7 separate regions of the Mus musculus genome follow, and regions 1, 2, 3, 5, 6 and 7 are each linked to region 4. A link is a contact called in public HiChIP or PLAC-seq, capture Hi-C and promoter capture Hi-C data. All regions are on one chromosome and are shown on one strand. Each heading gives the region's core, a stretch centred on a gene start, on an enhancer-like site or on the middle of the called end of the contact. The rest is flanking DNA. Distances are from core to core; before and after follow the strand shown. Region 1 holds the start of Krt18 (keratin 18). Region 2 holds the start of Soat2 (sterol O-acyltransferase 2). Region 3 holds the start of Tns2 (tensin 2). Region 4 holds the start of Nr4a1 (nuclear receptor subfamily 4, group A, member 1). Region 5 holds the start of Eif4b (eukaryotic translation initiation factor 4B). Region 6 has its middle 7.2 kb from the start of Gm41405. Region 7 holds the start of Zfp740 (zinc finger protein 740).

Region 1 (3,525 bases), core at 156-2,655, 760 kb after region 4:
CCCTCCTCATTCAGCAGGAGTGGTCATCCAGCTGGCGAGGAGGGGGTGCGGGGGTGCAGAGGGGCTCTTTCCCCCAGAAAACAAGCTGGAAAGCCAGAAAGCATTATAAAAATTGACCAGGAAGGACCGAAGAAAAGGCCCGGGGAGCAGGAGAAGGGGACAGATGCAAGGGGGTGGCAGAGGTTGAGGTGGGGGATGGAGAGGCAGGCAATCTGGTTCAAACTTAGCTGTTTCTACATATCTGGTCTATGGACTCAGACCCCAACCTGTCCAGACACAGTATAATCTACAGGAAGGACAGTGGTTCTCTCTTCCTTGCTGTTCCCATAGCTACTAGAAGGTGTCTAGCAAATACTGGTTAAATCTATGTGCTCTTGGGTTGGCTGTGTTCTCAGCTGGTAAAGTGGTCTGCCTGAGGAGTATGAGGCCTTGGGTTTGGTCCTCAGCACCCTGTAACCTGAAAGTGATGGAGTCTCATGCCTGGGATCCCAGCACTTCAAAAGTGGGACGGGAAGATCAGGAGTTGAAGGCCATCCTCAGCTACATGGAAAGTTCAAGACCAGCCCGAGCTACATGAGACCCTGTCTCAAAAAAGAAGGAGGAGGAGGAGGAGGAGGAGGAGGTAAATGGTAGGTGTCCAGACATAGGGATACCTCTTCTACATAATCACAAAGGCCCCGATAAAGCCTCCAGGGAATGAGTTGAATGAGGACATGTGTACCCACGCGTTTGAGGATATGTATTTCCACGGTTCCCTATGGAGCCACAGCAGTGTCTTGGAACCATGGGGCCGGAGCAGAAAAACCAAGAGACCTGCCCTCAGGTTCGTGTTTCTCTTCTTTTTGAGCTCCCAATTTTCTTTCCCCAGGATTCCTGGGGTTCTAGGACTGCCCCCAGACTTAAGCTGGCGACATGCCACAAAATCTTCACCCTAGTGAACCCCTCTTCTGTCTGTGTAAATGGAGTTTGTTTGTTTGTTTGTTTGTTTGTTTGTTTTCGAGATAAGGTTTCTCTGTGTAGCCCTGGCTGTCCTGGAACTCACTCTGTAGCCCAGGCTGGCCTCGAACTCAGAAATTCGCCTGCCTCTGCCTCCCAAGTGCTGGGATAAAGGCGTGCGCCACCACGCCCGGAATAAACGGATATTTAAAACGCCATTTTTTGCCCTGAAAACAGACACTCAGGGGCTAACACCACCTGCTATCCTTTGTGCACCCCTTAGTTATCCACTCCCTGTGTCGGTGAGGATGGCAGGTATGCTGAGGGCGTGTGCAGAAGTGGAGAAGGGCTGCGACCTGTTAGGTCACAGGAATCCCGATCCTGGCGCCCCCGGCTCCGGTGGCTGGGGCGTGGCCTGCTGGGGGAGGTCCCTACCTCCTCCCGCGGCGATATAACAACAGGTCGAGGACTGCCACCCTCCGCGGCGGAACTCCTGTTCTGGTCTCTCGCTTCGCTCTCCTCTCCAGACAAGATGAGCTTCACAACTCGCTCCACCACCTTCTCCACCAACTACCGGTCCCTGGGCTCTGTGCGAACTCCCAGCCAGCGGGTCCGGCCTGCCAGCAGCGCAGCCAGCGTCTATGCAGGTGCTGGGGGCTCCGGGTCCCGGATATCCGTGTCCCGCTCTGTCTGGGGTGGCTCTGTGGGGTCCGCAGGCCTGGCGGGAATGGGTGGAATCCAGACCGAGAAGGAGACCATGCAAGACCTGAACGATCGCCTGGCCAGCTACCTAGACAAGGTGAAGAGCCTGGAAACTGAGAACAGGAGACTGGAGAGCAAAATCCGGGAACATCTGGAGAAGAAGGGGCCCCAGGGCGTCAGAGACTGGGGCCACTACTTCAAGATCATCGAAGACCTGAGGGCTCAGGTAAGGGGCCTAAGGGGGGAGGGGCAGTAGCTCCGGGCTGTTCTGTCTATCCAGTGTGCCCACACCCCCAAACTTGAATAGAGTGTGGGCTGTTGACTCCCTCCACTCTTTCCACATTCACCACATCCCCCCACACACACTCTATGGGACGGAGTTAGGAATACTCTGGACTCTCACCCACAACCTGTAGGAATTCCAAGCGTAGTGGTTACACACGCGAGCCGGCTTCCCCCAAGCAGTGTAGTGGGAAGAGAACAGGATTGGAAAAAAAATAAAATAAAAAGGTGTGTGTGGGGGAATCATAAAATGAACTCAGACACTCACTTCTTTTCCAGTAGGAACAGTTAGAGGGTTAAGCGGATGTGGCTAAGGCTGAGTCATCTAGGAGTAAACAGGAGCTTACCTGTAGGAGGGGCCAGCGGGACAAGTGGGGGGGGGGGGCGCGTCCCAGGACGGGGGGGGGGGGGGGGGTTAGCAGGTGCACCTGGAGAAGATGCCAGGAGAGGATCAGAGAAATCTTGTTGGAAGCTGCTCTTTTGTAAGCAATCCAGATAGTGCAGGCCCTGGCAGAGGGGCAAGGAATCCAGGAAGGGAGAGGAGGCTCAGGTGGGAAGGGAAGACAGAAATACACGCCTCTGACTGTTCCTGGGACTGGGATGGATTCACTGAAACACAAGACGTGTTTTCTCATCCCCCACTTCTCCACACACACACACACACACACACACACACACACACCCTCATGTGACCCGGAACTCTCAAAGCGACTCTCTCCACTTTAATCCACCCAGATCTTTGCGAATTCTGTGGACAATGCCCGCATCGTCTTGCAGATCGACAATGCCCGCCTTGCCGCCGATGACTTTAGAGTCAAGTAAGTCCGGGGCTGCAGCTGGAGCTAAGAATGGCCTACTCCCAGAACTGTATTAGAGTAGGGTTCCTTCCTTTCCGAAGTTTATTCAGGTTAGGGTTCATTGACTACTGAGTTAGCTCTTCATCTGTGCAGCCCAGTTTAAGCAAACGCTCCAAGGCCAAGAATCGTGCTAAGGGAATGACTCCGTGACTGTTTATGGTGGGCACGGGGCTAGTCTATGGAGGTGGCACTGGTTGAGAAGGTTCAGGCCCTCTGATCACCTCCACTCCTTCAGGTATGAGACAGAACTAGCCATGCGCCAGTCTGTGGAGAGCGACATCCATGGACTCCGCAAGGTGGTAGATGACACCAACATCACAAGGCTGCAGCTGGAGACAGAAATCGAGGCACTCAAGGAAGAACTTCTGTTCATGAAGAAGAATCATGAAGAGGTAAGCCGGGCCACTGACCAGGCCTAGGAGCTAAGGGCCAAGACTAGGCGGGCCAGGCTGCCCCCAAAGCAGCCTAGCATGGAAGCAGAAGCCCCGGCTGTTAGCCTGTTTTGATTAAGAGCAGAGCCATTGGCTCACACATGTTCTATGGCTCACCTAAGTTACACTATTGAGAGTCAAGATAACATTAAGCCAGTTAAGGCCTGGCTTGTGCATCACTACCTCCTGGAAAGCTGAGACAGGAGGATTGAGTTCAATGCCATCCTGTCTTAGTCTAGTAAAACAGAGATTGTGTGAGTAAGACCCTGAGTTGGAGGCAAAGGTGGGGACTGCCAGTCTTAGGAGCTGGTGCTCAT
Region 2 (3,603 bases), core at 4-2,503, 880 kb after region 4:
GGACGCCAGCAGGAACAGGGGGCTGTCATTTGAGCTGTATGTGAAGCAATGAATAACTCTGTGCCCCAAGACCCACCTTCACGCCCCACCCCATTGTCCCTGTCACCCTTGGGCCTTTACACAGCTAGTTAGAAAGATTGCTGTTGGCTTGTGTACTAATAAAACAGTATTGGGGGGGTGTCTCTGGCTTACGTCTCTGCGTCTGTCTCATTCAGATCTGGGGCCTCGTGCTCACTGTCTCCCATTGGTCATAGTGTTTCTACCTTCCCTGCAGAGCACAGCCAGCCTCTTCCATTGCCCTTGGAATACAGTAGACTGCCACTGCCACAGGCAGCAAGCCCTTTCTTTATCCTCACCCGGATACCCACCCGGAGCTCCCTTGTGGGACTGACTGAGATCCTGGCCTCAGTCCGAGATCACAGTGATTACAATCTTGCTTCTATCACTGACCTCTGGACTGATGGAGGAGGAGGATTAATAGTTAATCCCCAGCAGGAATTTGCCAAAGTGGAACTCCCAAGGCACTCACCTGCCCTACTGCCTACCAGAAAGAAACAAATGTGCTCAGGCTCTGTATGGTTTATCCAGACTACCTCCAGACTACCTTATTTGTGCTGGCAATCACCTGATGACGTAGGGACATTTTGTCCCATAATTTTTTTTTTTTTTCAGAAGAAGCTTAAAAAGTTTGGTCCACTTTCCTGAAGTTACATAGGTAGGCAAGGCAACCCCTGGCGCTATTTACTGTTGAATAAGTGTGTGTCTGCCCTTTCTGCTTATGTGGTAACCCAAGGTGTAGGGAAGAGCTGACACTGAGGGGCCTCGACCATCACACATGACACAAATAGAGCTCCTGACAAAAATATTGTTGCACACACATGTCACTACAGGCCTCATCCTGTGCCCTCAGAAAAATGACTACAAGGTACACGAAGATGTTTCTGGTCCCTCCCTGACCTTCAGTCTTGGTAGAGAGAGCCAGGAAGAGCCAAGCTATGTGATAAGCCTCGGGGAAGCAAAGTCCCCCTCACAACCTGATGCACAGACTCACTCCCGAAAGTGAAATAGCAATAGCGTGAAGCTGATCATAGTGGTTGTGGTGAGAGAGCTGTGAAAGCCACAGGCAGGGCCAGAGTATGAGAAACACTGCCTGCAGATAACCTATCTAACCCTCAACGGGGCTCCGGAAAGGACTTTAGTCCCTGGAGTTGTCAGATCTCTGAGTGGGACACAAGCTCTGTAGGTAGATTGAGAAAGAAAGAAAGGAAGAAGACAGACAACAGCTGTGTGCTGTCCGCTCTACACTGGCACCATGCAGCCAAAGGTGCCCCAGCTTCGGAGGAGAGAAGGGCTGGGAGAGGAGCAGGAGAAGGGAGCCCGTGGAGGAGAAGGTGAGCCGCCCTCCCATCCCCCACGCTCCAGACACTCAGGCGGGCCTGAGATGGGTGTGTGTAAGAGCTAGCCGCTAAGGCCACTTCCTTTCCTCTGGCTGTTCTGGGAAGCCAGAGAAGGCAGTTTCTGCCCTTTTCCCCCCAGCACGCGGACTGGCAATGGAGAAATGTTCAGAGCGTGGTTTGGCCTTCATTAGGGGTGAATGGAGTACTTCCTTGTTTTGGGTCCCCTGTTTCCAGCAATTGCATCAGGCTCTTTCTCGCCACTGTGTGTGTCACTTCCCTGGCTAGTGGCTCTACCCACGATTCTAAATATTGACTGGGAACGGAGGCTGTGAGCACACAGAACACCTAACTCCTCCCTAGTGAGTCCCCTTTGGTTCTTCCTCCTAGGGAACGCAAGGACACACGGAACCCCAGACTTGGTGCAATGGACTCGACATATGGAGGTGAGGGATCACGGCAGTCATAAAGGACAGGCTGGGGATGTGGCTAAACTTGTAGAGTGCCAATCTACCTGATGCGCAGCACCACATAAAACTGGTGTGATGGCAACTGGTGTGATGGCAACTGGTGTGATGGCATACAGCTGTAATCCTAGCACTTGGGAAGTAGAGACCAGGTGATCCGTAGTTTGAGGTCACCCTTGGCCACACAATAACATCCAAACCAGATTGGGCTACAGAAAACCCTGTCTAAGAAATAAAAAGTAGCCAAGGCAGTTGTGGTACATGCCTTTAATCCTAGCACTTGGGAGACAGAGGCAGGCCTGGTCTACAGAGTGAGTTCCAGGACAGCCAGGGCGACACAGAGAAACCCTGTCTCAACAAACAAACAAACAAACAAACCCCCCCAATCATTATTTATCTAAGATTTATTTATTTATTTATTTATTTATTTATTTATTTATTTAATGTATATGATACACTGTAGCTGTCTTCAGACACACCAGAAGAGGGCATCAGATTCCATTACAGATGGTTGTGAGCCACTGCTGGGAATTGAACTCAGGACCTCTGGAAGAGCAGTCAGTGCTCTTAACCACTGAGCCATCTCTCTAGCCCTATTATTATTATTATTATTATTAGTAGTAGTAGTAGTAGTAGTACTGTGTCTATGTGTGTCTGTCTGTGTGTGTCTGTGCATTCCTCTGTGTGCATCTGTGTATCTCTCTGCGTGTGTGTGTGTGTGTCTGTGTGTATATGTCTGTGTGTGTCTGTATGCGTGTATCTGTCTCTGTGTGTGTCTGTATGTGTGTATCTGTCTGTGTGTGTGTATGTCTGTGTGTATCTGTGTGTCTGTATATGTCTGTGTAATTTTTAGAAGTCAGCTCTCTCCTTCCACTGTGAGTTCATGATCAAAATCAAGTCACAAGGTTTACATAGTAAATTATTTTACCCACTGGAATATCTTAGCAGCCGCAGCTTTTGTATAAATATTCAAAAACCTCACTTAAATTGTCTGGTAACATTGTTTGGATAATGCCAACCTAGATTTCTTTCCCCTATCCACAATTTTTTTTCAATTTTTATTAGATATTTTTTCATTTACATTTCAGATGCTATCCTGAAAGTCCCCTATACCCTCCCCCTGCCCTGCTCCCCCACCCACCCACTCCCACTTCTTGGCCCTGGCGTTCCCCACACACACACACTTAAGATAAATAATCTGTTAGGTTTGCTTACAACTATAAATTAAAAAGAACTGGGCTTGAGCCGGGTGTGGTGGCGCATGCCTTTAATCCCAGCACTTGGGAAGCAGAGGCAGAGGCAGGTGGATTTCTGAGTTCGAGGCCAGCCTGGTCTACAGAGTGAGTTCCAGGACAGCCAGGGCTACACAAAGAAACCCTGTCTTCAAAAACCAAAAACCAAAAAAAAAAAAAAAAAAAAAAAAAGAACTGGGCTAGCTGGGCGGTGGTGACACATGACTTTAAACCCAGGACCTGGGAGGCAGAGGCAGTCGAAAGTCTGTGAGTCTGAGGGCAGGGCTACACGAAGAAAGCCTGTCTCCAAAAACCAAAAAAACAAAAAAACAAACAAAAAAAAAAAAACAAAAAAAAACAGTGGCCTTTGGGCAAGAACCACAGCCAGCTGGTGAGATCTTCCTGCTAGTGAGGTCACAGTTCAGAGGTCAATGATTGAGGACTGGAGGCCACCTGACTAACAGCCTCTCCCCTGCTGTCATTGAGCTGGGCTCAAAATCGCCACTCTCC
Region 3 (3,622 bases), core at 825-3,324, 840 kb after region 4:
AGCGCACTTTGAACACAAGATGCCCGCGGCAGCTGGCATCAATGTTGCGGCCCTGGCCTGGCAGAGTGCATGCAAACTTTTTCCTCTCTGTTTTCTCTATCTGAGACACTGAGGCAGAATGCAGACACAGATGAAGCTGATTTCTCCTTTTAACCCTTTTCTACTTCTGCCCTACCTAGATACCCCCTAGGTCCCTCTAGACACACCCTTGAATCCTACCTCCCTTCCCCTCCCTCCTTTACTGGGCCTCACTCCTCTGTGGCCCGGCTCCGGGCCTCTCATCCAACCACAGCTATTTCCAGGAAGGAGGGGTGTGTGGGTGGGTGGAGGGGTTTCTCCAAACAAACCCAAGGCTTCAGAGTGAGAGGGGGCCCGGCTGGGGAGAATCAAAAGAGCTCTGGAATATTCCAGGCAGGAGGTGGGAGGTGAGGATCTGGTAATGCTGCCATTCCTCAGGCACTGTTTGCCCTCAGCTACTTTCAGAAATACTCCACACTCCCTGCGGTGGGGACGCGCAGAGCCAACTAGACACTTAACTTTCTAGATCTAGGTGGGCAGTGTAAGTTCAGTGAGGGCAGAGGCTGTTTGGGAACCTGTTCCAGAGGAAAAGACTTTCAGTCCCACCAGAGGTTGCAGATGTAGGCCCATGTACCATAGGAGCAGAGGGGAAAAAAAATTGATCAGGGGAGGCGCTGCAGTGATCCATCTTCCCCAGCAGGGCTGGGTGCGGAATCAGGACAGCCCCGGTTGCCCACCTGGCCATCGGCCTGGAATGTCCTGGGACACAGCCAGAACTCAGGTGGGGATTGCAGAGCCAGGGGCCCTCTCCAGTTACAGCACGGTGCCCCACCCCTTGCCACTCACAGGGCCTTCTAGCCAGGGTACACTGGCAACGATGGGCTTCCTAGAGAACAGGCATGCAGCGGGAAGAGGCCTCAGACTCTTCAGTCTGACAGGTCTTCTGAAGGATCCCTGGGGAGGACTAGAGCAGCCCTTCATCTGTCAGATGGGCGTGAGGCAGAAAGAGGAGAGTCCTGTGGGACCCTGCAAGAGGTGCCAGAACTGGAGGAGTTGCACTGGGACATTCAGTAAATACCATGCAAATGAGGGTGACACGGTGTACATTCTTTCAAATGACAGCTAGCTACAGCATTCCAAAGGCTGCTGTCTAGAGCTTGGGCTGGGAACCCCCAGGCTGTTGACCCTTGTTGTAGGAAGGTTGTTCCATCCTTTCCAAGGGCCCCATACACCTCCTTCCCTTGACTCCTGGGACAGGAAGTTGGCCCTATTCCCAGGAGGGAAGCAGGAGGCCCTAGAGAGGGTGGAGTATGTGTTGGGAGGGGGCCTCCTGTCCAGTCCTCGGGTCCAGTGACAGCCACAGAGGAAGGAGAGACAGGCCAGAAGAGCCATGAAGGTAGCGCTCAGATTCTGGTGGGCGGGTGGGGTCCCCAGTAGAACCTCAGGTGCAGGATCTGGGAGCTAAGCCAGGAACTGTGGGTTGTATCTGGAGAGGAGCAGCTGGGGTGTTCAGGAGGAACCTCCAGTGCTTTGGGTTACAGCAAGATGGACCATTCCTGTAAGCCCTTAGCCCTTCCCGCTGGAACTTGGCGTTGAGGAGGGTACTATAAGATCCTTCTCCCGTCTGACAGGGAAGTTAGCCCTCATCCCTAACTTTCTTTCACCCTGAGGATGTGGAGTGCTGGGCTGTCAGGGGTACTGGTTCCCAGCAACACTCCCTTCCCACAGGAAATCCCAAGGGAGCATGAGGGTTCAGGCTAGAGACTGGCCGGGGACACAGTGTTCTCCACTGGCCCTTGAGCCCTGCCCTGAGACCTGAATTCCCACCCTGTGCCACTGGCTGATTCCAGGGCTGGATCTCAGGACTGCAGACCCCCTGCACACAGTGGCCCACTGGGTGGGAGGCAGCTCCAGAGATGGGGAGAGCCAGAGATCTTAGGCTGACACTCCCAGCAGGGTAGATCCTGGGAATCTGATCTCCTGGCCTCCCCCACATCCTCCCCCACCCCACTTCCTGGAGCAGCGACCTGCCCCCTTCCCGCCTGCACTTCCCTCCACTTCCAGGGCCAGGCTTCTCCACACACCAGCCAGACAGCCTCCCCTCCACCCAAGGGAAGCGGCTGCCTCGGCAGGCTGCTTCCAGGAAGCCCCAGGCCAGGCCCCAGCATTGTTCAGGCCCTGCAGCCAAGAGTCCAGCCAGCCAGACACCATGAAGTCCAGCGGCCCTGTGGAAAGGTTGCTCAGAGCCCTGGGGAGGAGGGACAGCAGCCGGGCCACCAGCAGGGTAGGAGTGCCCACCAGCTGGGCAAAGGTGGGGCAGGGTGGAGGTGCGGACAAGGCGGGAGGGCCAGGATTCAGGCCAGACCAGACCCTCTTCCTAGTTTCAGCCTCTTCTCCTGGCTGGCTCAGCATCCCCCTCCTCTTTCTTTCGCCTGACCCCCTGAGGTGGCTAGGGTAGGGTAGCAGTGTGATTCTAGCATCTGTTTTGACTTCTCTGTGTATTTCCTGGCTTGAGCCTGGATAGGCCCCGAGGGTTCAGCTAAGAGCTCAAGCCCTGACCTCCGGGGGAAGCTTGAGGGAAAAGGTATGGGAAGAAGGCAATGAGGGAAGGGAGGGTGCCTTCTACTGACGTCATCTGCACACGACGTCATCATCCACAAGTGCGTCCAAGTGTCCTGGTGGGTCTCGCCCCCAGTCGTTAAGGGACCAACGCTGCTCCCATGTTATTCTCCTCTTCACACTACGGTGGGCAGATCCAGGGAGAGGAGGGGACAGCGGGAGCTTGAACACACAGCGGTGAAGAATGTGCAGTGGAGTGGTGGGAGGAGTGAGGGAGATTGTCCACAGACTCTAGATAGGAGGGATGAACTGGGGTGGGAGGGGTCAGAACTGCAGTGAAAACTTGCAGTGAGTAGGGACTAAGGGGGACCTGGACAACTGGTGGCAGCCCAGCCAGCCACTGACCTCACTACCTCTGGGTGGGGAGGGGGCATCCGGAGAACCTGGCCACCCCTGTCATAACATGCAGAGGCAGCGAGGCAGCTGCCTGTGTGTCCCCACTGCTATTCCTCCTTCCGAGCGAACGTCTTAGACAATTGCTGCCTGCCGCCTCAGTGCACAGAGAGTAAACATGTTGTTCTGACCGTGGGGGAGGGGGTCATATTAGCTGCCTGGAGCTTGGGGACACTGAGAGCCAGGGGCTCAGAACTGGCTGCAGTCAGTCTGGGTATTATGTGATAGTGCTTGTGTGTCCTGGCCGTCAGCTCACAGTATACAAGCCTCTTGTGGGGAGGGCAAGATGGGAGGAGAGTCAGACCCCCCACTCTGCCAAGATTCAGAAAGCCCTCACATTGGAAGTGGGGGTGTGTGTGACAAGGACATCACATAGCTCCGCCACGTGAGAAGTCCTGAGTGAACCCTTAGGGAGGAGTTGACCCAGCCAAGGTGACGCAAGGGGTCACATTCCAAGCCCTGTAGAGGACAGGCCTCATGACTACCCTGAAACAGCTGTGGCCAAGTGTGCCTTAGAGTTCACAGACTTTTGGCTGGAAGAGAGGGAAGCAGCATCGCTCTAAGGAAAGGTCCCTGCCCAGCCTTGGAGATG
Region 4 (3,523 bases), core at 981-3,480:
GTGAGAGTGTGCTCTTGGGCTGTCCTCTGCTGCTTACCCTTTAGCTTCTCCCTCAGGAGAAGTGGTCTGTGCTACTTTTTTGTGAAGGCAGAATGGTGGGGAAAGTGGATAATGCTAGAACTCAGGATGGCACACCCTGGTGAAGACAGGACCTGCACCTGCTTCTGCTGGAGGGAGGGACCGTCCTGGCTTGTCTTGCTGGCATATTTAAACACATCTTGGGAGTAGAGGGGAGGTGGGGGGCTGGGTGGAGAGATAAAATGGGGAGCCAGATATGACATAACCAGAGCTAAGGTTATTTGTCCTTTAGAGCAAAGGCATCCATTCTCATAGAACCCCTGGGTCCTGTCTTCAAGTGTGTGTGTGGGGCATAAATGATAGTAGTGGCTTCCATATTTAAACAAGGGCCCAAGTAAACTTTTGTGCAAGGGCCCAAGGAAAGAAAGATCCAACTATGGATGATGTGGGGGTGGGAGGGTCCAGGATGGCTCCAGTGGACATCATCCTGTCCACACTTCTTCTCCTAGGTGGCTTTTTGTCCTTTGGAAGGTGGCTTGGTAAAGTCCAGAGCTATGGACTCAGCCGCAACGAGACTACACGTTAGCCTGGGGGGGGGGTTGCTGGTAACTTCTGAACATATCACCGAATGACATCAGCAGTGTATGAAAACTGTTCCGTATGCAGGGGACAGTGATTAAAAAGAAATAGCAGGCTGGTTGGGGGGGGGGGTCTTTTGTGGTGATGGGATGGACTCCAGGTTACAAATGCTAGGCAAGCAAGAACTCTACCACTGAGCTACGCCCTTAGCCCATTTTTAAAAACCGGTTATGGCCAGAATAGGCCGTCATTGGATAGTCTCGGTTAGTCTGCTGCACTGGTGGGCTGGCAGCAGAAATCGGGAACCAGGGGGTGGGGTCAAGGATGGGATAGAGATACTGCAAAGAGAATCCCTAGTAGGGAAAGCTAACCACTGAATCTTTTCTCCATACCCCTTCCTTTCTCTTACCTGACTACAAATGAGGTTTCCTTTAGCTTAGACTGGGATGGAGATGTGACCTGCAGGGTGACAGCTCCAGGTGGCTGCAGCCTGGTCTGCACTTTGAGTACAGCCCTGGCCAGACCCTTCCCTGCAAGCAGTAACTGGTTACAGCTGCTCTCTTCACTGCTGGAGCAGGTAGTGGGGAGGCAGGTGGGTCCCCATCAGGGACTGGGACCAGGGAATTGACAGAAGAGTGTGAAAAGGAGATGGAGTTCGATGGCCCTGGGTTCAAGACCCCATTGTGCTACTACCTAGCTTAGTGACCTTGAACAAGTACCATTATGTCTCTGAATCTATTTATAAAATGGGGAAGAGTTGGCAAGAGTTTGGAAAGATTTCTCAGGCTCCACCCGGTTCTGAAATTCGGCAATTTCTCAACTAGGGTGCATCCATCCTGCGAGGGGTTAAGAGGCCATCGCTGAGAAACCAGCATCGGTGTGGAGCCGAGCCCGTTGACCCAGCCTGGCAAAGCTATGCCCTTTGGGAAGGAACCTTGAAGGCCAGAGTGCCTGTCCTCAGTCCTGGGGCTAGAGACCCTGCACATTGCCAAGGCTGAGGCACGGGCCCAGCCCACCTCCTATCTTCTGGGTGTGTCCCAGAATGGCTTGCCTCAGCCCTGAACTGCCCTGGCTGCTCAGAATGGCAGAGAGTGATACCCTAGGTGTCCAGGACAGACTGGGAAAGGGACAAAAGCGGAGCAGGGCCTGGGGTAGGGGTGGGCAGGAGGGAGAGGGAGCTGTTGGCACCAGGAGCAGCTGGAGGGGAGGAGATCCTGTTCTGGGGAAGCCCTGCGGGCACGGATTTACAACACCCCCTCCTCCTGGTCGGTTATTTCGGACCCCGGGACCCGATCCCGGGTCCGGCTTGGTGAGCCTAGTGGGTCTGGAAGCTACTATATTTAGCCGGCGCAGCGGGCGAGAGGAAAACTATTTATAGATCAAACAATCCGCGCTCCCTGCGTCAATGGAACCCCGCGTGCGTCACGCGCGCAGACATTCCAGGCCCCCCCTCTTCGCCCCGCCCCCTCGGGCTCCCCGTCCCCGCGCCTCCTCCTGGCCGCCTCCCGCCGGAACCGCGCCGCCCCCCGCGCCCTTGTATGGCCAAAGCTCGCCGGGCCGTGTGCGTCAGTGGCGCCCCCGCCCCTCTCCATGCGTCACGGAGCGCTTAAGATGTGGGTCGGGCTCGCCAGGGGAGCCCCAGTGCAGGAGGCTGCGAAAGTTGGGGGAGTGTGCTAGAAGGACTGCGGAGCGGAGCGCACGCGGGACCAGGCTGCGACTGGGTCGCTGGTCCCGGCCACAGGGAGTGGGAGCCGGCTGGGTAGGTACCCCGCAGGGAGCGTGTTTCTGTTTCTAGGGACAGTGCATGAAAGAGATGGGGTGTACGCGCGGGCGAAAAGGAAGGGTGTTTTCGGGTCGGCTTACGAGGAGGGGTGTGTAGGGTGCATTTTTGGTATTAAAGGATAGCTCTTGGAGTAGGGTGAGCCAGGGCTTGAAGTTTAGGAAGCGGGCGAAGGGTCTGCAAGGTGCTTGGTTTTGGTAGGTAGTGGGCGCTTGTTTAGGAGGTTTCCCCGCTAGGATCTCCAGTGTGAGGCACTCTGTACTCTGGGTTTGGGTGTTGATTGCCGGGTAGGGGGTTGTCTGAGCATGGACTGGGAAAAGGTACTCAGAGCTTCGGCGTTGCTGGGATCCATCCAAGTACAAGTAAGATTGGATTTCCACGGGTCTCCTTCCCGGGCTCTCAGCCCCCTTTCCCAGTGTTTACTTAATACTTCATAGGCTGTACTTAGATTTTCTGATTCCCTTACCGAACTTTCTTTCTGAACCGTGCTGGAAGACCTGGGGGTTGCTGAAGGAAATGGCTAGCTAGGTTGGCTGGGTAATGGTTGTGTTAGACTAAGTTGTCAGAGTATCTAGAAACCTAGGAGCTGTAGCCTGGTGCAGCTACTGAAAGCCGCACGTGGAGCCTGGGTGGAAGTTGCTCACGATAGAGTCTCGATGTAGTACTGACTAGGGGGGAGACCCCTTCTGTCATCAGACAGACTTGTATACCCCAGTGGTCTTTTGAGTCTGTTAGGTAGGGTGCAGCCTGCGGGCTTGGTCACCTAACAGGTGTTGCCAGGACCTGCCCCAAGCCGGATTCTCCCACTCCCTCTTTCAACCCCGCCTCTTCCTCCTCCTTGAGACACCCCCACCCCCTCAGGAGGCTAGATGCAGATCTGTATCTTGTGTTGCGGACTATCGGCCTGAAGCTGGGTAGATTGGTGGGGGTTGATCCGGATGTAGGATGTCCAAGTGGAGAAACAGGATTTGAATGGAGCTGGAACAAACGCCCAGTCCTGACTGGCTGCCACCCTTCTTCCTCCACCCCCAACCCATCCCTTCCCAGGCTTCTTGCAAACAGAGGCAGAAGTGGCCATATTTCTTTCTTTCTCCCAGGTGCTGTATGCCCTAGGGACTTGACACGGGGCAGGCGGGGTGGGAACTG
Region 5 (3,476 bases), core at 752-3,251, 810 kb after region 4:
AAAGCAAAAGAAAGAAAGAAAGAGAGAGAGAGAGAGAGAGAGAGAGAGAGAGAGAGAGAGAGAGAGAGAGAAAGTGAGAAAGAGAGAAAGAGAGAGGTTTGGATTAGTGATTTGGCAGTGGGTTGCACACGGCCTTATAAAAGCTTATTTAGCTTTCATTCTAACACCCAGGAGGCAGAGGCAAGTGGATCTCTGGGAATTTAAAGCCAGCCTGGTCTACAGAGTGAGGTCCAGGACAGCCAAAGGTATGAAACAGAGAGACCCTGTCTCTCAAAAAAAAAAAAAAAAGTCTTATTTTGTCCATGTCAGTGTGGCCATGTTTCTCAGCAACTGTTCAGATCTCTCCTCCAGGAAGACGTGTGGCAGCCATATTCTGCATGCATTGCAGTAGACAAAGCCTTCAGGCAAGAAACCCAGCTAGGAAGTTAATACAGTGGTCAGGCTGAAAACCATTGGGGAAAAGCAATAGCAAATTAAAGGAGAGGGACTGGGTAGGTACGGCTATCAAACCTTGACAAATGATCTCGTTGTCTCTTTGTAGCCCAGTCTGATCTTCACTTGTTCTGTAGTCAAAGCTTGCCTTCCACTGATCTTTCTATCTCAATCTACCAAGCACGGTGATTACCACTTTTGTATGTGGTGCTCCATACTGAGCTAAGAAAAGTATTTCTGTCTTCTTGTTTTGTTTTTGTTTGGTTGGCTGGTTTAGGGGTTATTTTGTTTTGTTTAGTTTTGTTTTGAGACAGGGTCTGTGTGTATGTAGCCTTGGCTGACTTGGAACTGGATATGTAGACCAAATTAGCCTCAAACTCTCTATACATAGAGATTTGCCTTTGTCTGCCTTCCAACTGTAGGAATTAGAGATGTGTGCCAGCTGGGCATGGTAATGAATACTGTTAATCCCAGCATTCAGGAGGCAGAGATAGGTGGCTCTCTGAATTTAAAGTCTTGCCTGGTCTACATAATGAGTTCCAGGACAGCCAGTGCTATGTAGAGAGACCCTGTTTCAAAACACCAAATTAAATATAAGTAAATAAATTAATTAAGGGTATGTGCCACCATGCCTGTTTCTGCAAATCATTTTTTAAAGTATATTTATTTTTATTTTATGTGCATTGCTGTTTTGCTGCATGTATGTCTATATGAGGGTGTCAGATCCTTTGGAACTGGAGTTAGAGTTGTGAGCTGCCATGTGGGTGCTAGGAATTCTGGAAGAGTAGTCAGTGCTCTTAACCGCTGAGCCATCTCTCCAACCCCTGTTTTTATTTGTTTGTTTTTTGTTTGTTTTATGGTTTGTATGTTTTAGGGTCATAAAAAAATTTTAGGAGCTGGAATTGTGGCTCAGTGGCTAAGAATGTTCCCTGTTCTTGTAGAGGGGCAGGCCATCTGGAGTTGTACCCAACTGCCTTTTACTCTATTAGCCTACTTACCTGTAATGTTTATCATTTGTAGTATTTTATTCAAGGTAGTTTTAATCCCTTTTTATATCCACAAATGTCTGTTAAACAGTGCCTGGCACGTGGCTGGTGTTCAATAGTTTCACTTTTTGAAATATATATTTTTAAAAAAAATGAAGCATTCGCTGTAAGAAATGTGGCTAGCCACTCGGTGCTGGCCCTTGTCAGTCCATTGGAGGGTTAAATGAGGCAAAAGCCCATGGTTCAAATGTTACCTTCTTAATTGAAACCATTCTACGGAACATTATATTTTCTTTGTCTTTACAAAAAGTGATTTAAAAAGAAACTCAGAATCTTCCCTTCGGAAAAAATCAATTGTGGCACACCCATTCTAGATTCCAAGTCCACTCTGTTCCATAGAATCAGCAAGTGCGACCCCGCCCTTCGCGCCGATCCAGCACCCACAAGTCTGTGCGCCAGGAGACTCCGCCCCGGGCGCAGATCGGACCGGACGGCCGCGCCGGGCCCGACGTAAAGCGAAGGGTTTCGCGACAGCTCAGACTCCACCCCTTCGGCCACATGTCGCGCAGGTCTTCCCGTCGGACGCCGCGCCACCCCCTCGCGCTGCTTTACGAACCCAGCGCGGCGGCGGCGCCCCGCCTTCTGCCTCCGTCCTCGGCTCCCCGCCCCCTCCTGGTTTCACGTCTCCAAGCCCGTCGCGCCCGCTATAATCACGTGACTGCCTCATCCGGGTCCTTTGCGTTCTCTCTCCCTCTCCCAACATGGCGGCCTCAGGTGAGTGAGCGGCCGAGCGTGGCCAAAGACCAGGCTCGGAAACAGCCTCCGGGCTTGGTCCGCTCCTTGCTGGAGGTCGGGGGCAGGAGGCACCGGCTCCTTTCGGACCTGGGGGCAGCGGCAGGCTAGCGGCATGGCCGCTTGAGGTTACCGCCTCGGGATGTCTAGGGGGAGGGGAAGGCCTTCCCCTCCCCCTCACACCCTTTTCACCCCGTTGCGCGAGGTTGGAGTAGGCAGAAATGGTGGACCCTGCCTTCAATTGGAGGAGGCAGCACAGAGAGACGTGCGGGAGGCGCGAGGCTCTCAAAGGCGTGAAGCACCGCGCCCGCGCCAAGGCGCGGGTGGAGGAAGGAGGCGGTTGGCGCGCGGACCGGAACACATTGGGCCGGGTCTCCAAGGCGCGAGGCCGTTGCGGACCCTCGTGGGGGCGGGGGGGTGCAGTTAGAACGCGAGCGCGAGGCTGTGGAGGGGCCGATGAAAGCAGCGGTGCGCGTGCGCGGCACGGGCGACGAGGCGAGGTGGTGGAGAAGGCGCGCCTCAGAAACACGCGCTGCTGGACTCCAGATGGGAAGCCTGGATGGACCTGGCTTTTGCTCGTTTATGACCTTGTACTTTAAGCTTTAGTCGGTTTGGGAGCGTGGCACGGCCGCTGTACTCCCAAGCGAACGCATATTAGGTTTGGCCCCACTATAGTTGGGGGTAGGGAACCCAGGGTGCTCCCACGTGTTAGGTGCTGTAGGGATAGACACCTAGATTTCTCCTGTGCCTTTTTCTTTCCACCTCTTGATTCAACCAACAGTTTTTATTGAGTGCACACTATATGCCAGGCAGAGGTGGGGAAGGAAATCGGGGCGTTGCATTATATAGAACTTCCATTTTTTGGGTAGTTTTAGTGTCAGGATTCAGCTTTTGTCATTTTCCCAGATAACTGGGAAACTTCCAGAAGGTGCTATTAAAATAGTGGCTAGAGGTTCTGCGTGCGTTTGTTTGTTTGGTGGAATGTATATTCCCTGCATTGCAAGTGAGGTTTGTGGAGGTCGTTTCGGGTTTTGTTTTTTTGTTTTGTTTTGTTTTCCAAGTTTTTTGCTTTTTGGGTTTTTTTGGCATTTGCAGTGGACCTGTGAATACCAGAGGGCTTTTAGACACCCAGCATTAGTTTTCGTTTTAGTTTATTTTTTATAGCATAATCTGTTAAAAATACCTTTTGGATTGCTGTGCCTAAACTGTGCGACAAGGTCTCTCATTTAGCTCTTGACTATCTGACCAGGCTTGCCTTGGGGTTGT
Region 6 (3,619 bases), core at 248-2,747, 790 kb after region 4:
TGGGAGCCGACTCTTAGCAGAAAGCGGCTATCATCTCTGCAGCCATCTTGGGCTATTTACTTACAGGTTGGAACTTTTCCACCCTGACGAGAGACTTGTTTTCCTAGCATGATGTTTTTGCAAGAAGCCCACCACACGCTGATAACATCTTGGTTTTCTCCTACACATCCTGGACCTGTGGTTACGTGTCTCCAGCTGCACTCCCTGACTTATGCTTATATGCCCATAGTTGCCTTTCAATAAAAAGACTTGAGACTTGATCAGATAGCCTGTCTTGTCTCCATTCTTCCAGTCTCTTGTTCCTCAGTCCCCACTCTCTCTCTCTCTTGCAGACACCATTGACTGACCTGCGGACCAAGAAACCGCAAGTTAAGAGCATTCGTATCAACATTCCAGAGGACCTGAGTTAGATTCCGAGCACCCACCTCAAGTGGCTCACAACTGCTTGTAACTCCAGCTCCAGAGCATCTGAGGTCCTCCATGGACACACACACACACATACACACACACACACACGGACACGGACACGGACACGGACACACACATGTGACACACACATATAAACACATATACTCATATACAAGATGGCTCAACAAAGGTGACTAGTCCCAAGTCTGACAACCTAAGCTCCCTCCAGGGACCCTCGTAGTGGATAGATTCCCAACTGCTCAAGTTTGTCCTCTGACCTCTATACATGCACCAAGGCCTATGTACACAGACACACACACACACACAAATAGATAAATGTAATTTAAAATGTTTAATAGTAAAAATGAAAATATATAAAGATTTTGTATTTATCACATACCCCCAGCTTGTGAGGCTCGAACTTACAGACTTTGTCAAACTATAACAGAATTTGTGTTTGAGACAGGATAGCTTGCTCCCTAGGCTGGCCTTGAACTGGCTATGTTACCAAGGAGGACCCAGAACCTATCCTCCTGGTTGCGCATGCTGGGGGTGGGAGGATGGGATTTTCATTCGTGTGCCACAAGATTGATTTAAAAACAAAAAACAAACAAACAAACAAAAAAACCCGACCCTTACATGAGCACGCACTCCAAAATTATTTAATTCTTCTTTGGGTAATTATGATAACAAAGAGCTCCCACGAACTTTTCTTGGGAAATTGGTGTGGGGTTGTTGGAGCGCAAGACTCGAAGGTTCTCTCCAGTCCAAGAGCTATCTGGAAATCAGAAGATCCTTCCAGCTAGGGACTGTCGGGAAGCGAAGAAAGGAGGCGCAGAAAATGTGCCCCGAATTCCAATAGACTCAATGAGACCAGGAGCCTGGAGTTGCTGAGCTGCGGCAGCGGGGGGGGGGGGGGGGCGCGGGGGGGAGCGCGGGGGGGCATTTGGATCACGGCATCCATGCGCCACCTTCTGACTACAGAGCATGCGCAGCTGAGCCGGGAGGCAACCCGCCCACCATGCACCCCGTACCCAGAGTCCCAGGACGCGGTGAGGCAAAGGGAGGGCAGGCAGAAACGCGGCTTCCCCACGCGGTTTGGGTCGGGACTGACTGAGCATGGCGCAGAGCCCAGGCTGCTCTTTAAGCAGGTGCGCCCTTCCAGCCCCGCGGCCTCACTCCAGCTCAGCTTGGGTTCAGCACCTTTCTTATCGATCATTTTGGCAGTGGCTCCCACCTGGGCACAAGCCCGTTTTCTCTTCCAGTTCCTCGTTGCCCCTCAGCGGCGCCCAGCCAAGAGTGGGGCTAGTGAGAGGTAATCCCATCACTTCCACGTGTAACCCCAGCACTTCAGACAGACAAGTAAATCTCAAGAGCTGCCTGGCCACCCAGCCTAGTCAGGCAGCTCCAGACCCTGTCTCAGGAAACAAACAAAACAAAACAAAAAGCAAGTGAATGGGCTAGAGAGATGGCTTTGCTTGGTGGTTTTGAGCACTTCTTGCTCTAGCAGAGGATCCAGGCCTTAACCCCAGCACCCACAACTTTCTATAAATCCACTTCCAGGGGATCTGCCACCCTCTTCTGACCTCCATGTGGTGAACATACATACATGCAGGCAAAATATCCCTACACACAAAATAAGTCTTTAAAAAGTGGAGGAGGCGGGCTGGAGAGATGGCTTAGCGGTTAAGAGCACCAACGGCTCTTCGGAAGGTCCTGAGTTCAAATCCCAGCAACCACATGGTCTGAAGACAGCTACAGTGTACTTACATATAATAAATAAATCTGAAAAAACAAACAAACAAACAAAAAGTGGAGGAGGGTAGCAAGTCAGGCTGTGGTTGCTCATGCCTTTAATCCCAGTACTCAAGAGACAAGGCAGGCGGATCTCTGTGAGTTTGAGGCCAGCCTGGTCTACAGAGCGAGGTCTAAGACAGCCAGGACTACACAGGGAAACCCTGTCTCAAAAAAACAAAAACACAAAAAGAGAACATTGACTCCTAGGGAACAAAATTTGAGATTGATCTCTGGCCTCCATATAAACATGCATACAGGGCTGGAGAGATGGCTCAACGGGTAAGAGCATTGACTGCCCTTCCAGAGGTCCTGAGTTCAAGTCCCAGCAACCATGTGGTGATCCACAACCATCTGTAATGAAATCTGACGCCCTTTTCTGGTTTGTCTGAAGACAACTACAGTGTACTTACATATAATAAATAAATAAATCCTTTTTTAATTACTTTTTTTGGTAAAATGCATAGAAAAAAGTAAGGTATATCAGGTGAGAATATATCTTGTGTGAAAAAACAAATTATTATTCTTTTATGAAAATACATATGTGTATATTGTATATACATACATTTGTATATTTCATTTTACTTTATGTGTATGAATATTTGCCTGCATGTGTGTTTATGCACCACATGAGTGTCTGGCTCCTGATGTAAGTCAGAAGAGCGTATCAAATCCCCTGAAACTGGAGTTACAGATGGTTGTAAACCAGTATGTGGGTGCTGTGAACCAAACCCAAGCCCTCTACAAAACCAAGCCGTCCTAACCATGGAGTCATCTCTCCAGCCATAATGTTTTGTGTACTTTAATTTTAAAACATTTAGAATCCCCAGGACAGGCTGAAAGTGTAGCTCAGTGGTAGTTCTTGTCTCATGGGTTCATGGTGCTGACTTCCACCCTGGTGCAGGGGGCAGGGCAGGGGGGACGGGGCATCAACGCAGAGTGCTCAGTTCTCTCCTTTGTTAGGTCTCATCTGGATCACATAACCTGTTCTTCCTGCTGCCTCCAGCAGCACCTGTGCTGGAACGTTCTGTAATAATGGCCTCTGTGTATTCAATAGTCACCAATCATATACAGCTTTCAATGTGGCTGCATGAACAAAGAGATGATTTTGGAATGTCATTTATTTTACATTTTAAAATGCACACCAGTAGCTAGGGGGCTAATGTTCCTCACTGTATTAAGTAGTGCAGTGCACCTCAGGCTGTAAGTGTCCGTGAGCAGAGATGGGCTTGCTCAGTATCATATCCCAGACTTAGGTCATTCCAAACTGTGTTAAGTCACCAATAAATGGGACATTTTTAGTTTTGAGTGGTTTGAGGTGTGTGTGTGTGTGTGTGTGTGTGTGTGTGTGTGTGTGTGTGTCTGTATGTGTCTGTGTGTGTGTGTGTGTGTGTGTCTGTGTGTGTGTGTGTATGTC
Region 7 (3,374 bases), core at 206-2,705, 940 kb after region 4:
TTTGTTTTTTGTTTTGTTTTTTTATTTTTCCAAGACAGGGTTTCTCTGTGTAGCCCTGGCTGTCCTGGAACTCACTCTGTAGACCAGGCTGGCCTCGAACTCAGAAATCCACCTGCCTCTGCCTCCCAAGTGCTGGGATTAAAGGTGTGTGCCAACAACACCCGGCTACACTCCCTTGCTTAAGCTAATGTTTAAAACTGTATGATTGTTTCTGATGTGACTCTGTCCATGCAAGTTCAAGAGCCTGTACACACCTGGACTGCTTATTCCTTTAGAAGCAAGGTCTCTTCCCCAACCTGGGGCTCTAATTTTCTCAGTTAAGGTGGAATCCAGCAAGTCCAGGGGATTCTCCAGTCTCCACCTTTGTCAGAGCAGGCTTGTTAACCTGGAAAACAGAATCCAAACTCTGGTCCTAGTTTCCCAGCAAGCACTCTTAACAGCTGGGTCATCTCTTCAGGTCCCTACATTTGTTTTAAAAACATTCCTGGTGACATGTCTCTCCATTTTATGTCAGTTTCAGAATGACCCTAAGGGAAATGGAACTTACTTTAGTGGTGTAAAAGGTACAGGACTGTGGTTAGGAATCCATATGCTTTTTGGATAGTGTCTTACTGTCACTTAAACTCACCAGACAGCAGTTAGAATAGAAACTGGGACTTAAGTGGAATTCACGTTTCCTTCTGCCAAGTGTGCACTTAGAATAGTCCTATCTTTTAGCAGAACTCCTCTCTAATGCTACAAGTGGGGCGCTAGTATTCGAGGATAGGCTCAAATTTCCAAAGGGGGCCTGGCCCAGAGGACAACACGCACTTCCAAATCTCCAACAAGACTAGTCCACTGAAGGGAAAAAAGGCCTTTTCTTGAAAGGAAGCCTAGTTTGGCTAGGTCAAGACTGCGGGGCCGGAGCACGTTTGCCTTGGCTATTGAGGGAACTCACTGAGACTCACATGCAGATTGTGGTTTAGTGTGTACCGCAGGACTGCGCAACGGCTCAACTCTCCTCCCAGCTGACCTCAGTCTGCAGGTCTGCACCCCACAGCAGCAGGCACCGGAAAAACAGACCTCACCAAGCTTTAAAAAAAAGATCAGAGGTACGAACTGTCCCGGCTTCTACCTGGGGCGTCAGGAGAGAGACGGAGATTCTGCAAGAATCAACCAGCGCACCTAGCGAACCTTCTCAAAGAACACTCAGTACCTAAAGGTTCCCTAAAGGTTCCAGGCGAGCCTGGGAGCTGCCCTCAGTGAAGATGGCGGCCGGGGCGCTCGCGCGCCACGGCGCAGGCGCCGCCCTTCGCACCACCCTCCTCCGGTCCTCCGGGCCGTCCCCCTCCCGCTCGCCAGCTGCAGCTCTCCGCGCGTCCCCAGCCTCACCCCTTTTCGGAGGGCCCCCCCTCCTGTCCCGGCTCCGGAGCCCGGAAGTGGATGTGGCCGCTTGGCAAAGAGGGGGAGGGGGACGGAGAAGTGCTTCCGGGGAAACGGGCCCCGGGTTGGTGTTTGTAAACTTGCCTCGGTCCCGACGCGGGGAGCGGCGGCCGCGGGCTTGGCACGGGGTGCCTGGGGCCTGGAGGGGGCGCCGCGCGGCGGAGGAGACGGCGGGAGGCCGCGCCAGGCAGGTAGGCGCGCGCCGCGGGGAGGCAGCGTCGAGCGGGCGGGCGAGCGGGCGGACAGCAGCTCGCAGGCCGTGGGGCGCCGCGCGCGAGGGGGGAGGGGAGCGCGGCGGAGGAGGGGCGCGCGGCGGAGGGAGGGGGCGCGAGGGGAGGGCCGCCGCCGCCCCGCCCCCCACCGCCCCGCCGGGAGAGGGGGCCTTGCCCGGGAAGGGGGGGGGAAGCGCGGGCGCGAGCACGCAGGTCGCGCGCGGCTCGGCGCTCCCGGGGCTGCGCGCTGCGGCTGCCTGCAGAGCGCGCGCACACACGCCCGCCCTCCGCCTCCGCGGCGGCGAATTTACGAACCTTCGGGCGGACTCCGAGCGACGCTCACGTGCGGGCACTGCCAGCCACCCCGGCGCTCGGCGGAGGCCTCCCGAGCTTCCTTCCAACACAGTTCTGCCCTCGTCTGTGGAGTGCCAGCTTTGCAGGCCGGCCCACTCCGCACAAAAGCCCCAAAGGGCCTCCGCCCCCTTCTTCCGTTCCTAAGATGGCAAATCCCAGCTCTTACTCTCTTGGCAGATCCTCTCTATAGGAGGCCCAACTTACTTTTGCTCCCGTTGGCTGCTCTTTCGGCCCAGGAGGCCAGTTTCTTCTACTGACCTAGAAAGAAAGCTCTCGACTCATGTCCTCCTTTTGAGCTTCAGAACGCCCAGCAAAATAAGTTGAGGGAGCTTCGATCGTTGTTTGGCCTGAAGATGTTACACCTAAGGGCCTCATCTCCCTTTCTGGTTTCAGGTTTCTGGAACAGACCTAGAGCTTCACCAAGAGAATTCAACTTGGAAACCAAGACTGGTAGACTCTCGTTTCTTCCGACAAGAGGCAGAAGTCAGAGAGAGACTGCGGATTCTTGGGACACCTGTTTTCCTTTTGGAGGACACCGAGTTCTTTGAGAAGACAGTTCAATATGGCAAAGGAACTGAAAGAACGGGGAGGAGCCGTTACTGTGATTTGGTGACGGTTCTTCAGACAACCAGTGTCTTAAGGAAAACTGGGACAGAGAACTTCTGAACTTTTTGGGTTCGTTAAGTGAGAAGTCAGCATGGCTCAGGTAAAAAGCTCTCGAGTCCTCCTTCAAGACCGTTCACTGGGAAGCCTCTTTGCAGTGTCACCCTTGAATTCTGCCTTAGCCAACAGTATTGACCATCCCCAGTGAGCCGAGCTCTGTATTAAGCGCCAGGGGGAGATCTAGAGGAAGGAAAGGAGACAGGCCACAGCCCCTGCCTTCAGGGAGCTTCCAGTCAAATGAAGGAGGTAGGCTATATATCACGTCACAGGCACTGATGGGCCATTGGCAAAGCACCTTGTACCCGGTGTACTTTTGGTACGTGAAGTACTCGGGCATAAGGGAGTGTATAGTCTGGTGAATGCTTCATTTGTTTTTTTTTCCCAACAGGAATTTTATTGAGCTCCTGTTACATGCACGGCATTGTGTTTGGAATACAAAGATGAATAAGATTGCCCTTGTCCCCAGTAAGCTCCCAGGCTAGTTGGGGGGAGGGGGAGGGATGACGGCAAGACAGTCTGTTATTTATTATTTTTATATTCACGGTGCCCTGCGTGATAGCTGGCTGGTACTAGAGACTCTGAATCAGTTGACTAAAGGAGTTCTCAGTGATAGAAGGATTGTGACTGCGTGGTGGTACCTCTGCCTGGATGGGGGGGGGGGGGGGGAAGGAAGCCTGCAGGTAGCATAGGATTTTGCTAGAGAAGTCAACAGAGAAGGGCACT

What was found. Promoter capture Hi-C pulls out the DNA fragments that hold promoters and counts their contacts. HiChIP or PLAC-seq counts read pairs in DNA pulled down with a chosen protein or histone mark. Capture Hi-C pulls out chosen DNA fragments and counts their contacts.
Region 1: an H3K27ac HiChIP or PLAC-seq map of extraembryonic endoderm stem cells shows a contact between it and region 4. The contact joins the promoter of Krt18 here to the promoter of Nr4a1 in region 4. A contact is called at or near these places in 8 of 39 promoter capture datasets (the SN4741 cell line, cranial neural crest, hippocampal neurons and 5 more), 16 of 115 datasets of contacts at active chromatin or transcription factors (embryonic basal ganglia, embryonic fibroblasts, embryonic midbrain and 8 more) and 1 of 9 other capture datasets (embryonic stem cells).
Region 2: a contact with region 4 is called in an H3K4me3 HiChIP or PLAC-seq map of bone marrow-derived macrophages, with 4 times the contacts expected there. The contact joins the promoter of Soat2 here to the promoter of Nr4a1 in region 4. A contact is called at or near these places in 9 of 39 promoter capture datasets (the C10 cell line, HPC-7-derived erythroid cells, cranial neural crest and 5 more), 3 of 115 datasets of contacts at active chromatin or transcription factors (bone marrow-derived macrophages, effector CD8 T cells and embryonic stem cells) and 1 of 9 other capture datasets (macrophages).
Region 3: a contact with region 4 is called in a capture Hi-C map of embryonic stem cells, with 5 times the contacts expected there. The contact joins the promoter of Tns2 here to the promoter of Nr4a1 in region 4. A contact is called at or near these places in 6 of 39 promoter capture datasets (the C10 cell line, cranial neural crest, hippocampal neurons and 2 more), 1 of 15 datasets of contacts at CTCF or cohesin (the NIH/3T3 cell line), 1 of 484 Hi-C or Micro-C datasets (bone marrow-derived macrophages), 14 of 115 datasets of contacts at active chromatin or transcription factors (VIP interneurons, bone marrow-derived macrophages, cardiomyocytes and 9 more) and 2 of 9 other capture datasets (adipose tissue and embryonic stem cells).
Region 5: a contact with region 4 is called in an H3K4me3 HiChIP or PLAC-seq map of embryonic stem cells, with 15 times the contacts expected there. The contact joins the promoter of Eif4b here to the promoter of Nr4a1 in region 4. A contact is called at or near these places in 12 of 39 promoter capture datasets (the C10 cell line, the HPC-7 cell line, cranial neural crest and 7 more), 3 of 15 datasets of contacts at CTCF or cohesin (CD8 T cells and the NIH/3T3 cell line), 3 of 484 Hi-C or Micro-C datasets (the C2C12 cell line, bone marrow-derived macrophages and embryonic stem cells), 28 of 115 datasets of contacts at active chromatin or transcription factors (the NIH/3T3 cell line, acute myeloid leukemia, bone marrow-derived macrophages and 19 more) and 4 of 9 other capture datasets (adipose tissue, embryonic stem cells, liver and 1 more).
Region 6: a promoter capture Hi-C map of second pharyngeal arch cranial neural crest shows a contact between it and region 4. The contact joins the enhancer-like site here to the promoter of Nr4a1 in region 4. A contact is called at or near these places in 5 of 39 promoter capture datasets (the HPC-7 cell line, cranial neural crest, frontonasal cranial neural crest and 2 more), 15 of 115 datasets of contacts at active chromatin or transcription factors (the NIH/3T3 cell line, craniofacial prominence, embryonic basal ganglia and 8 more) and 2 of 9 other capture datasets (adipose tissue and liver).
Region 7: a capture Hi-C map of macrophages shows a contact between it and region 4, with 4 times the contacts expected there. The contact joins the promoter of Zfp740 here to the promoter of Nr4a1 in region 4. A contact is called at or near these places in 6 of 39 promoter capture datasets (the C10 cell line, the SN4741 cell line, cranial neural crest and 3 more), 4 of 115 datasets of contacts at active chromatin or transcription factors (embryonic forebrain, embryonic stem cells and pancreatic cancer cells) and 3 of 9 other capture datasets (adipose tissue, liver and macrophages).

The regions. Positions count from the first base shown.
Region 1 is chr15:102,026,811-102,030,335 of GRCm38.p6, forward strand. Krt18 (keratin 18) reads left to right here and starts at 1,406. Exons shown (of 7, transcript NM_010664.2): 1 at 1,406-1,864; 2 at 2,656-2,738; 3 at 3,013-3,169. The coding sequence starts at 1,469.
Region 2 is chr15:102,149,322-102,152,924 of GRCm38.p6, forward strand. Soat2 (sterol O-acyltransferase 2) reads left to right here and starts at 1,254. Exons shown (of 15, transcript NM_146064.1): 1 at 1,254-1,391; 2 at 1,785-1,840. The coding sequence starts at 1,313. Igfbp6 (insulin-like growth factor binding protein 6) reads left to right here. Exons shown (of 4, transcript NM_008344.3): 4 at 1-191.
Region 3 is chr15:102,100,860-102,104,481 of GRCm38.p6, forward strand. It overlaps Tns2 (tensin 2), which reads left to right and starts at 2,075. Exons shown (of 29, transcript NM_153533.3): 1 at 2,075-2,302. The coding sequence starts at 2,228.
Region 4 is chr15:101,264,616-101,268,138 of GRCm38.p6, forward strand. Nr4a1 (nuclear receptor subfamily 4, group A, member 1) reads left to right here and starts at 2,231. Exons shown (of 7, transcript NM_010444.2): 1 at 2,231-2,356.
Region 5 is chr15:102,071,772-102,075,247 of GRCm38.p6, forward strand. Eif4b (eukaryotic translation initiation factor 4B) reads left to right here and starts at 2,002. Exons shown (of 15, transcript NM_145625.3): 1 at 2,002-2,192. The coding sequence starts at 2,180.
Region 6 is chr15:102,050,739-102,054,357 of GRCm38.p6, forward strand. No RefSeq gene overlaps it. Among named protein-coding and RNA genes, the nearest start is that of Gm41405, 7.2 kb to the left of the region's middle. Within about 2 kb of position 1,498, at least 147 of the 459 cell types and tissues checked have an H3K27ac peak or open chromatin away from gene starts, as enhancers often do. A contact at or near this core is called in craniofacial prominence, embryonic basal ganglia, embryonic forebrain and 7 more, where this site is marked.
Region 7 is chr15:102,202,190-102,205,563 of GRCm38.p6, forward strand. It overlaps Zfp740 (zinc finger protein 740), which reads left to right and starts at 1,456. Exons shown (of 8, transcript NM_001289691.1): 1 at 1,456-1,613; 2 at 2,382-2,897; 3 at 3,040-3,116. Csad (cysteine sulfinic acid decarboxylase) reads right to left here and starts at 2,863. Exons shown (of 18, transcript NM_001359126.1): 1 at 1,950-2,863; 2 at 948-1,071; 3 at 255-385.